Linked DNA regions of Mus musculus: regions 2 and 3 are each linked to region 1. A link is a contact called in public promoter capture Hi-C data. All regions are on one chromosome and are shown on one strand. Each heading gives the region's core, a stretch centred on a gene start, on an enhancer-like site or on the middle of the called end of the contact. The rest is flanking DNA. Distances are from core to core; before and after follow the strand shown. Region 1 holds the start of Vapa (vesicle-associated membrane protein, associated protein A). Region 2 has its middle 22 kb from the start of Man2a1. Region 3 holds the start of Man2a1 (mannosidase 2, alpha 1).

Region 1 (3,853 bases), core at 764-3,263:
ACACATGTCTATGTGGTACAGATAATTTTCTCTTACAGTCAAAAGAGAAAAAGCAAACCACACAAAATATCGTAAAAATGTTCATTAAATCGCTTCTATTACCTATGGCTACTACAGTACTATAAGAACTTCTCAGCAAACCCCGCCCACTCCCTCCCCCCCTCCCCCCCCCAAAAAAAACCAATCAGGCAATACAGAAATTTGCTGCAGGAAAATACACACTACCCGAGGTTCTGAGACACTGTCTAGTGTCTCCCTTGTAGCCCGGGTTGATTTCAAACTTTGGATGGTTTCTGGACTTCCAGAATGCCGGGATTATAAGTGTGGTTCACGACCCAATTCCAAAGATATTAGAGCTGCCTTAAAATCACAATCAAGTTCTTGTCTAGTAAAGAGAAACTTGTGAATGTACTGAAACACCTGCAGGGCATGTGACTAGCAGAATACCCAATGTTTATAAGCCCTAAAACTATTTAAGATATAAAATCTTTAAGTGTCTGGAACTATTTTAAATTGTTCCCACAAGGACAATTCAGCTATTTTCATTTGGACTAACTCTTACACTACTATTAATGGGTTTACTTTTTCTCTTAGTACTGGAATCGATGTGCGCCTAAGGAAAATTGTTTTCATCAGTTCCTGAAATTAAAACGCAAGGTATTAACTTTCGGGGGGGGGGGAGGGGGGCACTTTACATTTAAAGATAGGAAGGATCACGTTTTCTCTTTAGCTCCATTCTTTTGGTTCTCCTTAAAATAAAGTAAATTGTTCTGTGTAACGTTTCGTTTCCTACACACTGAGAAGGCAAACCGCCTTGGATCTGAACAAGAATCACCAAGCCACTGTCTATCACAGTCAATGCTCCAAAGTCAACAGTTCCAGAGCTGTGTGGCACCTTAGCAGCTTTCTCGGGATACGCAGGGAAACCGCAAGCGTAAGCGGGTCACAAACGCTGAAAGAATTCTTCAGTAAAGACAGTGTGCACTCAAGGACTGGGTCCTCCGTACCTAGGGACAATCCGAGCTGACACAAGGGACCCACTACCATTAACCTCTGACCATGCATGCCCCAGCTGACGCACAGCTTTCTGCCGCGCGCCTGGGGGCCGTGCCAACACGCGGGGTCAGTCCCAGCCAGAGACTCTGCTGCCTGGTCTCCCGGCTCAGCCAGAGTCCCGCACCTGACCGGGAAAGACTCCGGGCGAGGCCGCGACCGTGAACGCCTCCTCGCCCGCGGCGGACCGCGCCTGCCCAAAGCCGCCGAACGGCGCCCACTGGCGCCCGCCGACTAGGGAGCTCCGGCTCCCAGTCGCCCTCCCGCACCGCCCGACCGCACCGCGCCGCGCCGCGGCCGCCCCTGGGGCAAGGACGCCATGCGGGCCGGCGGGCAAGGCGCGGGCGGGCTCCCACGGCGCCCCCGCGGGGCCGCAAGATGGCGGCGGAGCCCTCCGCGGCGCCCGGCGGCTCCCTCCCCTCCCCTCCGCAGCGCAGCCCAGCCCGGCCCGGCCCGGCCCGGCAGCGGCGGACGGCGAGGCGCGGGGCCGAGGGACGCAGCGGGGCCGCGGCTCCGACGCTCGGCCGGGGCGTGGGGGAGGGGAGCACGGCCCGGCCACCCCGCCGCCGCCCGCCAGCCCCAGCCCCAGCCTCAGCTCCGCTCCGGAGCGTCCCAGCCAGCCTACCTTTGAATTTGAGGTCTGAAGGAGGGTCGAGGACCAGGATCTGCTCGTGCTTCGCCATGGCCCCGGAGGCGGACGCCATAGGAGACAGCGCAGCGCAGAGCGGGGGCGCGCCCGCGGCGGCGGTTCGCTGGCGGGGGCGAGGGGACGGTGGCGGCGCCGGCTCCGCGGAGCTCTAGGACGGGGCCAGGCTCACGATTCCCGAAGCTCCGCGCCTGCTGCCGGGCCGCGGGGGTCCCGAGGGCAGCCTGTCCGCTCAGCAGCTCCGGGTGTCACAACTGACTCAACCCCACACCAGCCGCCGCGGCCACGCGCACTGCGATCCTCGGCGCCCCACGTGACGGGCCCTACGTGCCTACGTGCGCGCCCCCGCGGCCTGGAGCCCTCGTGCTGGCCCCGCCCTCCGGGCCTAACTGGGGGGTGGGAGGGGTCAACGCTGAGCTAGTGCGCCTGCGCACCTCCGACTTGGCCGCAGCTCCGGGCGCCGCGCCGCTGTCAATCTCCGTAGAGCAGGGTCGGGGGGGCGGAGCGGGGCTCTTTGCGGGGAGACGCGGTGCACGGCGCCCCGGGAAGGGGGTGTCGTTCTTGGGGCCCTGGAGCTGCGAGTGCGGGGCTGGAGCGCCGACTACGACGCTACCTCACGGCGTTCCAAGTGGAATTCCGAACGGAAGAGAGTCATGAAGCGCCGGGTACCTCGACTCCCAGCATGCCCTGTGCGGGCGGCGCCTCCGCGGTGGCTGCTGGGAACCGGGAAGGCGACCTGGGTCCGTTGGAGGCGAGTGGGTGGGGCCGCTGACGCGGCTTTTGGCTCGCCGAGGGCGTCTTGTCTGCCCTGGAAAAGAGAAGGGTTTTTGCAGGCTGCCTGGAAGCCAGGCATCCCAGGAGAGACCGCCCTTTGGGAGAGCGGCAGGGCGTGTCCCTCTGGTCTGCTGGGGATTCCTTCCGCCCTCAGCGAACGTGCGCTCCGTTCTGCCTGCTGTTCCAAGACTGCCTCCTCCCCATCTCCCTCCTGCCCAGCCAAAGGAAACACATCTCGCTCACAAGCGAACGAGTTCCAGGGGAAATCTGTGCCAGGCACAGTTTCTCTACAAGGGTAGAAACGAAATCTCTGTTCCTACAGCGTGGAGTTCACGTGCTGTATCTACAGTGTGGTTCACTTCAAACTCATACCCAAATCTGTTTGCCACATTCTCGTGCTAGGGACGAATTTTATCTGTATCACTTAGGAGAGCCTGTACCAAATGAGAAAAAAAAAAAAAAATGCCAAGCAAGTTGCTGACAGATATTCAGCCCCTTGCCAGGGTATCCAGGGACGGGAAGAGCAAACAAAACAAATGGATGTGCTGTAAAAACCTTTATTGTGTCCTATGGTGCTGCTTGAATTTAAATCTCTAGGAAGCTCCGTGCGAAACAAAGCACATATTCATGCTTCTGCCACGAAAAGGCACTCTAGATTGCTTGGAAGTAAATGTCGAAATGAGCAGTCTAGAATACAGCTAATTAGACTTTTTCAACTTGCCGCCCCGACACCTGAAAAACTTTCATGCCACTCGAGGTATATAGGATATAATAGTGGTATAAAGCAAACATTGGTCGTTTAAAAAAAAAAGTTTGTTTTCTTTCTTTGAATGCTTACTTTGTATCCTAACCTAAAAAATGAATTTTGAAAAGAAGCAGACCAAAAATCCATTTAAGACAAAAGCAAGCTTGTATGCAAACGAGATGGATTTCCTTGTTCATCTCTACGTAAAAATTATTTATTCTTGGCTGAATATTTGATATTGCTAAACACAACATTGTCAACTTTTTTTGTAATTGATTGCTATTTTGATTTTATAATTACCAATGCTGAGAATCATTTTATATAAATACCTAGTGCAAAGTGGCAAAAAAATAGATTTGGAAACATTTCAAAAATAGTTGGAAATTCTATCCCAATCACCAGCCAAAATTTTCGTGTGATTTTTTTAATGAAGTGCAAATCAGTAACTCAAACTGCAATTTTAAAATAAAAAATTCTAACACAATGCAATCCCAAGATGTATAAATTTAACATGTGCTAAGAAACAATAACAAGAAAATATTATCTTTTTTCCTTAATTAAACCATTATGTCTTTGAAGAGTAGAAGTCTAGGAGCAGAAAAGCTGCCTCAGCGGTTAAAAGCACATACTGCTCT
Region 2 (3,853 bases), core at 970-3,469, 1.0 Mb before region 1:
ATATAACCGAAGAACAAATAAGGTAGCCCAACAGGGGAACTATTTGTATAAAAGACCAAGGTACACAGAGCGAGGAAATAGAAAAATAAAAAAACAAGCAACACAGCCACCATCTCGTTCTCAAAGAATGAAAGATCAATGACTTCACATTTCATTTCAACCTAATCGCTCAGCATCAGGATCAAAGGAGGGTTTGGCCAGAGTCTCTTTGTTCCCTGTGCCAACAGTGTGTTAAGCAAGAAATGAAGAACGGGCTCCTTCTCATCATCTCTGCAAGACTTTGGGCATCTTGCTTTCCAATACAAAAGACTAGGAGTGTAGGATGTGAGGATGTACTGTGAAGGTCACAGGAAGAGTTTTGGTCCTTGAAGGTGAAAGAAAGCAAGTAAACAAAATAAAACTGTTTAAGTCACAGGGAGCTCAAAGGGACTCCCTTCATCCTGGGGCCGGGGCTATCTCCTTACTCACAACTACTGCTCTTTCCTTGCTACCCAAAAGCAACACATCTATGGGACACTTTTGTTATTAAGTATCCTGTTCTAACAGGTCCATGAACTCTTTAAGGGCAAGGACAGTATTATTTTCTGAACATCTGGTAGGGTTTTAGCAGGAAGCTTGAAGAGAGCAAGCAGTTGGTAATTCCTCCTTAATCTGATTTGACATTTGTTTGTTCTTTGTTGTTAGTAATGCCAAACCGAGAGGTTTTGAGATAGTGCAAAGGAAAACAAGATAAAACAAACAGTAACCAGTATGCCCTTCCCCCTGGCTAAGATAGGATTGAAACATTTTCTGCCTCTACCAACCATTTCCCTGGGGAGTCAAGCCAAGCCTCCAACACATTAACAATGTTAATGTTCTCCTGTAGGCGGACAGGCAACTCTTGGGCTTGCTTCTAATCTTCCTTCTCTTCTTTAGATAGAATGACTTAACTCCACTAATTTTCAGAGGCGGGGGTGGGAGGAGTGGGGAGAGGAGGTGGGGTGGAGGGAGCTGAGACTGTCTTCGGGAATCTCCACTTGTCACACATATCCTATATGGAAATGGAAAGAGGCAGAGATGCACAGATAAACGCAGAGTTTAACCCCACAGCCCCAGAGCAGAACTATTAAGAGCTTCAACCAGAATGGGAACTTGATATTTTGGGCTATTTAAGAACATTTATTATTTATTTGTTTGTTTTTTATTTATTTATTTAGCTGAAGCCAGGCAAGTTTTACTTTCAGAAATAGCTGCAGTCTCTATATCTAAGTGGGTATGGACAAAAAGGAAGACACCAAAAGCCTGTGGGAGGTTCTAGTTTTTAGCTCAGCTGTTTATATTCGATCATGCACTTGCTTGACTGTGAGACTCTGTGACTCTCACAAATCTTCCTAACTGGCCTGGCAAATCACTAGGAATTTCCTAGGAATGCTGGGGTATTTGTCATCCCCCCCCCCACTCTTGCAGAAATTAAATGGTGGGATATTTTGTGCCTTTTGATGAACATGTTTCTACACTGTTGTAGAAATCAATATTTTTAGCTTGGCTCCTTTTCAGGAACCTCATTTTCTGAGCCCCATTTTTTACCTGTAAATGAACAAGTTAGACAAGTTGACTTTAGGAATCTTTTCCTCTAGGTCACTAATGTTCTGTGTTATGGCTTATTCGAGATAGGGTATAAAAGAGAGATGTCCAGCTGAAATCAAGGACACACGACGTGAGGTCCCAGCCCTGCCATTTCCCAGTACATTAATCCTCTCTCCACCTTAGTTTCTTTTGCCTGTAAGATCCATTTCAGTTCTAAATTGTATAGTTTTATGGCATTGCTTATTGAGTCTGAAAATATCACAAACATAAGATCTTAGGAATTACCTTTAAGACTTTTGTACCACACAGATTGTATGACAAAAATAACCGAATTGGATCATCAACCAATAGCATTTATTGTACAAGCAAATGGTTTATCTGCCCAAATGTATAGAGGTGACAAGATGTATATTTTGCAGACACCATCATTAATGATGGTCTCACTTGTCCTATAGTAATTGAATTTTAAATCACAATTAATATTTAACACTAATTACTGCCACGATCTCTTGTTTTCATGAGGTTCAACACTGTCAAGTTGATAAATTTTGTATTTTTAACACTCTAGTTTGCCTGCTTCCTAGGATGGTGCGGCTGGCCAACAGCCAAGTGAGCACAGATTGGCGCTTCATAGCCTTAGAAAACCACATGCCTGTCAAGTGCTTATGTAACCCACTTCCTGCCGCGGTTTCCACTTTCGGGTTTAACTAATTCTTTTCCTTCCTCTTCCAGGAAATGAGGTGTCATTTAAAAAAAAAAAACAAAACCGAAACGTTTTCCTTGATTATGGTGGGACCAGTGTGTGAGTCTGAGTGTGTGAGCACAGTGGGACAAGATGTTTTGGGCTACAGCCACCATCTATGAGACTCGGGGGAGCTCTGCTTTGAGGTAGGACAGCAGGCCTATCTACTTCCCTTCTGTCTCACTGGCTTTGCTAAGAGAGAGACAAGATAGGATGGCTTTAATGTATCAAACAAGGAGAACAAACAGTGGACTATTGGTAACATTTCTTGAGCCTCTCCTATGTTGCCAGGAGCTGTTTAACTCATCTTTGGCTCATCCGGATACTTGAGCTACCAACAGGCTTGGGAGCTCTGCAGTGCCCTTGGGACTCTGTTTTGCACTCACCCCCATTCCCTCCCTCCCAGTCATTTTTTTTCCTTTCCATTCTTGATGGTGTTTGTCCACTGAAACGCCTCATCTGATGGGAAGAAGACCACCAGAATACTCGTGGTCCCACTCTCCTAACTCAGTTAATCCCAAGGGTGAAAGACTCCCTCTCGTATCTGGGCTCAGATTGGTCTTCTTGTCACATGTTCATGGCTGGCCTGCACCCTATGCTTAGGGGTCAGGCACAGGGGTAGGCCCGTCCCTATGTGGAGTAGGGGTGTGTGTGTGTGTGTGTGTGGTGTTGTGTTTTATAAAAAGATAAGCAGAGAAGGAATATGTTTGGTGGAGGTGCTATAAGGTGTGGGGGAAGGGGGTGCCTCTGCTGGCCCATGCTGAGGCATCCCTTCCAGATTTGAGTTTATTCAGGGTATGGGGAGGGGATCTGAGAGAAGGGGGGGAGGAGAGAGAGAGAGAGAGACTGGCCATGAACACATGGAGAGAGGTGGGGGGAGGAGGATGAGGAGGGGGGAACAGGAGTAAGAGGACAGCAAGAAAGAGAGGAGGGGCAAGCAGCCCCCTTTATAGTGAGTCAGGCACACCTGGATGTTGCCAGGTAACTGTGGGGCAGAGCCTCGACTAAATGCCAACTGGAGGAGTTTTCTTTTTGAAGAGGTCAGGGGGAAAAGTAGTGGTGAAGTTTCCTAGACAAAGATTACCCCAGATGTCACAGTGAGCTACTTAAGGGCAACGTTGGTTTGAGCTGCCAGTTTGAAGGTTTTTGTTGACTGAACAGAACAGTCATCCCAAATGAGATGGCTAAGAGTTGTTAGTTGTTAGTTGTTATGCGGGCACACCTGTTAGCAGGCATTTCTCAGGCTGCCTTGAACTGCCTCTCTCCCTCAGCTGAAGGCTCCTGCCATGCTGGTGCTGAGGCAGCAGCTAGATTTCTCTTGGAGACGAAGCCATCTAGATTTAAAGGCATATGGTCTGACTTGGATGGCATACAGTTTGCAAGATGGCTTCGAAGCCAAGCTTGCTGCTTATTTCATGCCCTGCGTATTTAATCGCTGCTCGATGTGAATGGAGCATTTTATCTTGAGATCTGAGCCACTGACATATTACCTGTGTTCAGTTAGAAAATCTCTTCCAACATATCAAGGTGATCTTCGGGAGGTGC
Region 3 (3,853 bases), core at 691-3,190, 1.0 Mb before region 1:
ATAGGGAGTTAAATAACCAAGAATTTCCTAGCAAGAAGAAAACCAGAAAGACTATAGACAGCAACTGTGGAGAGCAGGGCTTATAGTTACCTCTTGGACTGATAAAGGGCCCCCAAAAGATGGGTTTCCCATCCAGTCAAGGGCTAAGAGACAGACCTTATGGAGACAGCAGTATGGTTAATTGAAGAGCAGGCATCACTCTGATACTGTTCCCGAACTTGCTATACATTGTTAACAGGGTGCCAGGAAAGTATCCACGACCAACACCATTACAGAACTGTTGGCCAGGGGGGAGCTCTGTACTTGAAAAAGTCAGGAATGCTAGGAGAAACTGCTTATCAGATGTACTAGAACCAGGAAGCAAGTTCCTTTATTTCCTGTAATGTCTCTTCAGCACCCTCTACTGACACAGTGTCCCAGAAGGGTGAAGAGAAACCTCCTTAAAAGGCCCAGATTCATTTTCACAGAGTAGTGGAAAAGGGCGAATTTGGAGCTTGAGACCATAATTCAATAGTGGGTACAGGCATTTCTTAGATCCCCCTCTTACTAGATTTTGTCGCCAGATGTCTACATCTGCCTACAAGAGGCTTTGTCAGCCTCCCTTTTCCCCTGGTTTCACCAGGATGTCGCCAAAAGCAAGAGGAAAAGATGAGTCCTTTTTAGGCTCCTCAGATTTCTTGTCTACCTCCCCTTCCAGCCCTGCACAGACCCTTCCAAGGCAGGCTGATCTGGGCGTTCCAGGATAGAAGACGCGACAAGAGGATGGAATCTGGGGAATGAACCACTGTCGCTCTGGACCTTAGGCTGCTGGAGCCCTGGAGGCACCTCTCTGCTGGCCTCAATTCCTGCAAAGCCGCCTCCCTTGTCACTGAAGCCTCTTGAGGTCTTCCTACTGTCAGGGCCCAGTGAGGCAGGCGCTGGGCGGGCCTGGCGGGCGGCGCGCTGTGATTGGGCGCCAGGGGGCCCGCCCCCTCATCCCGGCGCGTCGGGAGGGGGCGGGGCCAGCCGGCTGCCCAGCTCCAGGGCTGCGGGCGCCTATTGACCCAACGGCCGCTGCGCCGCCGCCGCTGCCGCCGCCGCCGTCTCCTCCGGCTCGTGGCGGGCGGTACAGGAGCGCCGAGTGGCGCTGGGGAACCGGCTCTTCCTTTCGCGGCTGCCGCCGCCATCTCCGCGTTCTCGGGGCGGGAAGGAGGGGGTGCTCCACGGCTGCAGCTGGAGCGGGCTCCTCTCCGGGGACGGTCCTCTCCTCCTCCCTCGGCTTGCCTCCTCCCGGCGCTGCCCGCCCCCTGCGCCCTCCGCGTGCAGCCCGGGCCCGCGAGGGGGAAGGTAGGGGCGGCGGGGGCCGGGAGAGGCCGGGGATCGGACGCACACGCCGAGGAAAGTCCTGGATTGCAGCGCTCCGGCGCACAGGGTGCACCCGGGTCGGGCCCCCGCAGTAGCCGCGGCAGGAAGGGGTTCTTCGGCGGGCACGCGGGGGCGGTGTGGCGGGGGTGGGCCTGGGTGTCCCGGCGCTAAGTTGTGGGGCACGGCGCCTCCAGGTCCAGTTCCTTCTTCCGCGCGCTCCTTGCTCCCAGCGCCGCACACTCGGCCCCGGAGCCGCGGAACCCGCGCGTTCTCTGGGCGCGGAGGACACGCCTGCCCTTGTCGAGAAAACTTTTCCTGCCGACTCAGTCGTGCCGGCCCGTGGCAGGAAGTCGGGCAGAGACCTCTCCTCTGACTGCTCCGACCGCCCTACCGGGTAGCGCTATCCTGCAGGAAAGCAAGTTTGTGGGGACCTTTGCCTTGCTCTCCAGGAGTCTGCCTTGCAGGGACGGCCGGCCTTGGGGAGGGCAGCGGGCCAGGGCGTAGGCCGAGGGCGCGTGGTGGCTCCGGAGACGAGGTGCGGAGCGCAGCCGGGACCCGCGCCGTAGCGCGCGAAGGGTGTGCGGCCGGGAGCAGGGAGCCCTCGGCGATCGCCGGCTGGAGTCCTCAGTCTTCTGCCTCCTTCGGGTGAGGACCGCGTCCTGGCCCCGAGTCCATCGAGGAAAATGAAGTTAAGTCGCCAGTTCACCGTGTTTGGCAGCGCGATCTTCTGCGTCGTAATCTTCTCACTCTACCTGATGCTGGACAGGGGTCACTTGGACTACCCTCGGGGCCCGCGCCAGGAGGGCTCCTTTCCGCAGGTAAGCACCTGGTGGCGGGCGCAAGCTGGAGGGCTGGTCCCGGGGCTCGCACTTCTCGGCACCGGGGCAGGGTGAGGCCGCACCCGACGACCGGCAGAGCCTCATCCGGCTTGCTGAGGTTTCGGACCGCTGAGTTTGCAAAGTGCTGGGCGTCATGCGGTGGCAGCCTTGGCACCGGGCAAAAGAGGACATATTCCCACATTTGCACCCGGGCCTGTGGAAGTGGGCTCGGCCACCTGCTGGTGGGGAACCGGTGTGAGTGTCGCCCCTAAGCTAGCTCAGGGTTAAAGCTGCCAGAGGCCGCCCAGATCCCTGAACGCACCGAGGCGCGGAAATTGATTAAACACAGCCCACCTAGGCAGATTTCTGTTTCTGACCCCTTTCCCTTTCACTGTCTCTTAAGAGATAAAAAAGTTTATTTCCTGTTGCAGCCCTTTGAGATATGGATAGTAGGGTTGATTTTAGTGTCGTCATGCTTCAGCTGTTACCTCGGGTTGGTTTGGAGCAGAGTGGGGAAGCGCCTGTTATTCTCTCACTGGAAGCTGTGCGGCGCTCAGTTCTCTGCGGGGTGGTCCAGCTGGCAGAGGAGTTGAACAAACGACCCACCCGAAGTCTTTCAGGAAAAGTTACTAGCAAATAACAAGAAATGGATGCAATAGGTTCTGTGTGGGAGGTGACCACGTAGCAATTGAGAGTGGCCTTTACGGCTTTTCTCTGTTGACACACATACATTTTAGTAGAAGCAGATGTGTGGAGAAATCCGAAGAATCCAAGTGTTGACAAGCTAACAACTAGTTGACCAGAGCAATCTACAACCTACCCGAATAAGGCTGATGTTTTGCCTTTTTTTTTCTTTTAATATGACAGTTTAAATGACTGGAAATAGCCCTTGCCATTTCTTCTGATATGCCAGGGTCAATGGCTTGGTGGGAATTTAATGAAATCGGAACGAGGACTTGCGGATTCTGTCATTAGTACACAGCACTAGAAGTATTTTTTTCTTTTAGAAGTGTGGAAATAAAAAGCTGGCCACAGACAGATGTTTCCAAATGTTTACAGCTTCTGCTTCCCCTATAGAGCACAGAGAGAAAATATATAACACATGCTCTCTGCTGCCTTTAAATTTTGAACTTGGGAGTTTGCACCGGCCTTGTGCAAAGGCTGGAGTAAACTGGCAGCCAGGGCCCGGGAGATCTGAGCTTTGTCCCACATGCTCTCTAATTTTGGAGTTAAATGTACCTTTCTCCCCCCAACCCCATTTTCAGAGTTTTCTCTTTGCACGAAATATATAAATGGAACTCCTCTTGCCCAGTGACGTCTTAATAGTGTCCTCTAGCTTTGGCTGGGTGATCGCTTGAACATGATTTATGCGAACATCTGCATGGGGTTCTCTGGCAACCTTGACATTTCCCTCTGTTTCTAAAGCAGCGAGTGACTCATTCTGTTACTGAGACATCTCAGGCAGTTGGTTCTCCCATTTTCGTATGAACCCCCAGCTCACTGAGAAGTTGAGGGTTTGCCTAGAGTGTACAGCATTTGGCAGAGCGGTGGTGGTGACCTTAGGAAGTGGTGCGTTGTCTGTTCCGAGAGAGAGAGAGAGAGAGAGAGAGAGAGAGAGAGAGAGAGAGAGAGAGGTGGGGGGGGCTTGGGAGTGGCATCCTCTGTGCTTTATCTGGACTTCATTGTAGAGA

The links. Promoter capture Hi-C pulls out the DNA fragments that hold promoters and counts their contacts. Capture Hi-C pulls out chosen DNA fragments and counts their contacts.
Region 2: a contact with region 1 is called in a promoter capture Hi-C map of hippocampal neurons, with 2.9 times the contacts expected there. The contact joins the enhancer-like site here to the promoter of Vapa in region 1. A contact is called at or near these places in 2 of 39 promoter capture datasets (hippocampal neurons and pre-B cells) and 5 of 115 datasets of contacts at active chromatin or transcription factors (astrocytes, extraembryonic endoderm stem cells, large pre-B cells and 2 more).
Region 3: a promoter capture Hi-C map of liver shows a contact between it and region 1, with 2.5 times the contacts expected there. The contact joins the promoter of Man2a1 here to the promoter of Vapa in region 1. A contact is called at or near these places in 2 of 39 promoter capture datasets (cranial neural crest and pre-B cells), 3 of 484 Hi-C or Micro-C datasets (all in embryonic stem cells), 12 of 115 datasets of contacts at active chromatin or transcription factors (the SCID.adh cell line, astrocytes, embryonic forebrain and 7 more) and 2 of 9 other capture datasets (embryonic stem cells and liver).

What each region holds. Positions count from the first base shown.
Region 1 is chr17:65,611,542-65,615,394 of GRCm38.p6, forward strand. Vapa (vesicle-associated membrane protein, associated protein A) reads right to left here and starts at 2,014. Exons shown (of 6, transcript NM_013933.3): 1 at 1,679-2,014. The coding sequence starts at 1,757.
Region 2 is chr17:64,577,697-64,581,549 of GRCm38.p6, forward strand. No RefSeq gene overlaps it. Among named protein-coding and RNA genes, the nearest start is that of Man2a1, 22 kb to the right of the region's middle. Within about 2 kb of position 2,220, at least 48 of the 459 cell types and tissues checked have an H3K27ac peak or open chromatin away from gene starts, as enhancers often do. A contact at or near this core is called in hippocampal neurons and pro-B cells, where this site is marked.
Region 3 is chr17:64,599,709-64,603,561 of GRCm38.p6, forward strand. It overlaps Man2a1 (mannosidase 2, alpha 1), which reads left to right and starts at 1,941. Exons shown (of 22, transcript NM_008549.2): 1 at 1,941-2,162. The coding sequence starts at 2,028.